Regions from separate parts of the Mus musculus genome. Here region 2 is linked to region 1. A link is a contact called in public Hi-C data. All regions are on one chromosome and are shown on one strand. The core of a region is the stretch at or near the end of the contact, and the rest is flanking DNA. Distances in the headings are between cores, read along the strand shown.

Region 1 (2,628 bases), core at 81-2,580:
GCCTTCACCTGTGCACCTAGCAGGTGCACTCATGCCTTCACCTGTGCACTTAGCAGGTGCACCCTTGCCTCCACCTGCACTTAGCAGGTGCACCCTTGCCTTCACCTGTGCACTTAGCAGGTGCACCCTTGCCTTCACCTGTGCACCTAGCAGGTGCACCCATGCCTTCATCTGTGCACTTAGCAGGTGCACCCTTGCCTTCACCTGTGTACCTAGCAGGTGCACCCATGCCTTCACCTGTGCACCTAGCAGGTGCACCCTTACCTTCACCTGTGCACCTAGCAGGTGCACCCATGCCTTCACCTGAGCACCTAGCAGGTGCACTTGCTAGCACACTTGGCTCCTGGTGATGTCAGCGCTACGGCTGCTTCCATGGAGTTGCAGGCTCTGACCTGGAAGCAGAGTGACTGTCCTACTTCCATCCTGCCACTCTGTGCAGAAGGGGAGGAAGGCAGAATTGCAGTCTCATCTGGAAGCCTTTGGGGTCTTTTTTGCCAAGCACTCCCTTTGCTTAAGCAGCATTTGCCTAGTCTTAAGGGAAGCCACTCACAATCGCAATGGCCCTCCTTTCCAGCTACCCAGCTGCCTCCCCATCCTCTCCTTATTAAGGAATATGTCACAGAGCCCGTTCTTGGATGTGGGGAATGAAAGTGACAAGTGGATCTAGGAGCACTGGCTTTCCCCCTCCCTGCTGGGTAGCCAACAAACACATTCAGTCTTGCAAGCTAACCCATGAGACAGTATGGCAGGGCCGATGTGACTGCACCTGCCATCCCCGCAGAAACACATCTCTCCTTCCTTCCTCTCCCACAAACATTTCCTGAGAACCTGTTGCATCCCCTGCACCAGACCAGATCTAGGGACATAACAGGGACAAAAGCCTGGTCCTTCCCCCAGGGATCCTCTAGTCTGGTAGATAAATCAGTAAAATAAATATGTAATCAGCTTTCTCCTGGAATTCTAGCTACTTAGATGGCTAAGGCAGGAAGATCAGTTGATCCCAAGAGTTTGAGGCTGACCTGGACAACATATTGATACCTCATTTATAAAAATGTATGCATGCATACATAAGCATTTGATTGCAATACTGGGCTATGAACAGCACAGTAGCTACAAGTGAAGGAGCTACAAGGGACAGAAGATGAGGTGCAGAAAACATTTCCCTAAGGGAAAAATGAAGCCTTTCTTAGTCTTCCCTGATTGGAATAAAATTTATCCCCACTCCGACCTTAATTATAATTCAATTATAATTCTGGATCTGTGCTGGAGAGCCCTGGTGGCATCGTAGCCCTGGTGGCATCGTAGCCTGTATTAGTCACCTTGGGCTGGGCTTATCGTCTCCATTCCATTCAGTATAATTCACTTCATGTAAGCACTGTGCTAGGCTGAGCTGTGTGAAAGGCCAACGACAAAACAAAGCCAGTTCCAGGACCAGTTCCTTGGGGGAGGCAGACAGCAAGCTGTGGCCCAGAAGGCATGATTGATGGTCCAGGGCAGGATGCTGTGGGCACAGGTACAACCCTCAGAGGAGGCAGAGAGGAAGAGTGGCATCCCAGATGAGCATTGAACAAGGTTCCTGTAGTCAGAGACTAAATAAAACTTCACTAGGCTTCCTAGCAGACTCAAGAAGGCAAGAAGATAGGGAAGGAGTCAGACTGATGATGGAGGGAGCTTGCGGTAGAGCATCAGGGCTGGCGTATGGGATCCATGATATGACAGCACACGAGGAAGCCCCACATAGACTCATTCTGGTGGATAATGGGGGTTTTGATGCTGGTAGTATATCTGCATTTACTGTGTGGGCTGTGGGAGCAGAAAGTGGGTGACTTACAAGCCCAACTCTGTTTTGCATGGATTGTGACTTGGAACACAGCAGGGAGACTATTGAGGGGCCATCTCAATTATCCAGGTGTAAGGTGATTGTCCTCAGCTGTGAAAAACAGCAATAGGGACCAACTGTTGTTTTCCATAATACACAGTGCTGTTTCCTGCCTGGGTTTCATAAATGTTTGTGAAAAAGAAACCACATTAAGGAATCACTTTCAAAGTATGAATTTATGCTTTGCAGGTGTTTGATTCTTGCTGGTTGACCCCTGTCACCTAAGTCATCCAAGTTCAAGTCACAGGCCAACCCTGCCCAAGCCTGTCATTATCTCCCATTATGTGGCTACTTAGAAGAGGCCTGAGTTGCCTCATGTGCCATTTTAATTGGGCTGCAGCTGTCGGTGCGGACAGACTTGGTTTCCTTCCTGGAGCTGGCTGGGACGGCCCCACCCTGTCCTGCCAGCTCAACCATCTGGAGCATCACCCACAGGCTGAGAAGATTTCAGAACACGCCAGGCTCCAAGGCATGCAAAGAATGGGCCCTCCTGGGGAGTTCTAAAGTCAGAGGTCTTCTGGAACCCATCACAGAGCAACTGTCCAGTGACCTTAGGTCTCTCCAGGCAAGCACTTCTAGGAAGGACTGGAGGAGAGCATAAAGTTTAGGGGCTGCCCAAGTGTGACCAAGGGTTCTGGGTGAGGTCTGATCTTTATATAAGGAAGGATATTTATTAAATTTTATTTACTTGTGCTCATGAACACTGCCCCCACCCCAGTATATGTGTGTTGAGTCTGTGTGTGTGTGTG
Region 2 (2,628 bases), core at 41-2,540, 130 kb before region 1:
CTGAATCTGTAAACCAGCGGCAATTAGATGTTTTCCTTTATAAGACTGTCTTGGTCATGTCGTCCCTTCACAGCAATGAAGCCTGAACTAAGACAATGTCCATATCTTCACTTATCTCTATCTGTATATCTCTCTATTAAAGGAGAGAGAGACAGAGTGAGGGGCTTTCCCCATAAACACACATGATATACATTATATACATTCTGCATTTAGGACCTCCTGACTGGTCTGGAAAATGACTGGTCTTGGTGTGGGATATTTCATGAATCAAAGCAGAAGTTCTCCATCTTTCTTTTAATTTAAAATTCCATTTCATTCATATATTGTGTGTCTACACTAAGTTAAACTTCTAAAAAGGGGAGCCCAAACTGCTGTATTTTAGCAAGTGTGTACATGTGTAGTGACCAGAGGACAACCTGTGGGAATTGGTTCTCTCTTCCTACCATATGGGTCCTGAGACTGAACTCAGACTCAGGCTTGGATGCAGGGGCCTTTACCTGCAAGGCCTTCCAATAGGCCTGTTCTCAGTCCTTTTAATAACAAAAATAAGTGGCGTGACCATCCACATATAAGAACAAGTCTCGTACCCTCTGCTAGGGAACAAACTCAGGGCCTTGCGTATGCTACGCAAGCACTCTGCCACTGAGCTAGGTTCAACACTCTTGCCACAGAGCGCACCTGCCAATCCTGAGGCTAAGCTTTAGAACATTATTAGCCTAGAAGCCTCAGAAGCCCCCTAAAGTTGCACCTTGACTCATTATACCAGGGATCTGTTCTATTTTTAAAACCTGATTTCTCCATTTGATTTTGATACCCAGACAAGCTAGAGCAGAGACCTGGGGAGGGGCTTAACATAACGGATATTAGTTCTCTGAGCTAAGAATCGAGAGGAACATGGATCGTAGGACTTGAAGCATCCCCCATTTGGAGGAAGGCATAATGCCATAGCCAATTGGTTCACACCTGTTGGGAAAATTAATTTCCAAGACATCCCTGCCCTCAGAAGTTGTCAGCTGATGACCTCAGACATTCTTTCAGGGACTGGAAATTTACAAGGAGACTCTGTGTAACTGCAAGAGGAAATGGCTTCTACCCAGACAGGGAGCCAGGCTGGGTAAAGGGAAATGGATAGAGAGACAAAGGCAGATGGGTGAGTATCGGCTTTCTCTGGAGTCTGGCCATCCTGGCTAGGAGCCAGCAGTCCCAAATGTGACACAGCTGCCACCCCCTGCCACTCACTCTATGTACTTCAAAGAGATCTTCTGTGGCTGGGCACAGGCATAGATCCGCTCCTGGATGTGCAGGGCTGCAAGCCGGAGGGCAGAGTTGCACTTCATCTCCACAGCAAAGCGCTCCTGGAGTACATCACTGCAGCTCTGCAAGAGATCACACAGAGCAGCTAGGCAACAAGAGCATACACATTGCGCGAGCGCGCGCGCACACACACACACACACACACACACACACACACACACACACACACACTTCTTTCCGGTCAGAGCAGCAGGATCAGCAGCCAGCTCTGAGGACTTGGCTCTGTGACCTGAGTTACATTCAGACTAAGTATAGTGTTTTCCATTGTTAATCGCATACTGACTGTCTATATGATCTGTATTATTTGATTTCTGGGAGGTTTAGAAAAGATTATATGCAGGAATGTGAGCATAAATCACACAGTGCTATCTTAAGCAAGTACAATGCACTGGTGGTGTGGTGGCTGCTATTACGATTTTCTAGCCCCATTTCTGTAAGACTTAGGCCAGCCTTACACCCCAGTGGACTGTAAACTGGTGACATCTCCCAGACGACTCTTCCCATCCAAACAAAAATAACGAAAGTAATTTCACTCTAGGCAATAGAGGACAAGGCGTAGTTAGAAGTCAAGAAACCAGGTTTCTAGCTGGGCATGGTGGCAGATGCCTTTAATCCCAGGACTCAGGCGCAGAGTCAGGAGGATCTTCAAGGCCAGCCTGGTCTACAGAGCTAGTTCTAGGACAGCCAGGGCTATACAGAAGAAATAATGCCTCAAAAAACAAGAGGAAGGAAGGAAGGAAGGAAGGAAGGAAGGAAGGAAGGAAGGAAGGAAGGAAGGAAGGAAGGAAAAGAAACCAGGTTTGGCTCTACTGCTAAGTAGGGACATCGGACACATTCCCCTTCTAAGACCTGGTTACGTCATCTCTAACATGAGTTTCTGCAGCACTAAAGCCCCATCCTGCAATAAAAGTGGAAAGGATAAAGCGTTTAATAGTATTAGAAAAGTGTATCATCTACATTGAGGACTAAGCCTAAATTTGATTAGTCTACTGCAAATCTCCCATTACAGCAACTTGGAGCAGGAACAATGGGGAGGGATAATGAGACCCACTGTTCTCTAGAAAGAGACCATCCCTCGGGAGAGCTGTTTTAGCTGCCACCAACCCAGAATAACCCAACTATGCGATGCGTCCTTGAGGCCACTGGCACCCCAGGAAGCACAGCCTGGTCACCTGAAGGTAGAGATATTCAAATGCCACAGGGTCTTCTTTCAGCAGGTCCAGGGGGTCCTTGGGCACAAAGCTCACCCTGAAGAGGCAGCGGGAGTCCTGGGATTCTTCCCTTTCTACCACCTGCCCAAGGCAAAGACAATAA

Evidence for each region. A called contact is a pair of places that touch in the nucleus more often than the background predicts.
Region 2: a Hi-C map of the N1E-115 cell line shows a contact between it and region 1, with 1.7 times the contacts expected there. The contact joins two enhancer-like sites. A contact is called at or near these places in 1 of 15 datasets of contacts at CTCF or cohesin (large pre-B cells), 8 of 484 Hi-C or Micro-C datasets (the Ba/F3 cell line, the G1E-ER4 cell line, the N1E-115 cell line and 3 more), 4 of 115 datasets of contacts at active chromatin or transcription factors (embryonic basal ganglia, embryonic stem cells, stem cell-derived neural progenitor cells and 1 more) and 1 of 9 other capture datasets (embryonic stem cells).

What each region holds. Positions count from the first base shown.
Region 1 is chr4:45,137,458-45,140,085 of GRCm38.p6, reverse strand. No RefSeq gene overlaps it. Among named protein-coding and RNA genes, the nearest start is that of Tomm5, 31 kb to the right of the region's middle. Within about 2 kb of position 1,330, at least 15 of the 459 cell types and tissues checked have an H3K27ac peak or open chromatin away from gene starts, as enhancers often do. A contact at or near this core is called in the N1E-115 cell line, where this site is marked.
Region 2 is chr4:45,269,878-45,272,505 of GRCm38.p6, reverse strand. Frmpd1 (FERM and PDZ domain containing 1) reads right to left here. Exons shown (of 16, transcript NM_001081172.2): 9 at 2,487-2,606; 10 at 1,240-1,376. Among named protein-coding and RNA genes, the nearest start is that of Trmt10b, 26 kb to the left of the region's middle. Within about 2 kb of position 1,290, at least 43 of the 459 cell types and tissues checked have an H3K27ac peak or open chromatin away from gene starts, as enhancers often do. A contact at or near this core is called in the N1E-115 cell line, where this site is marked.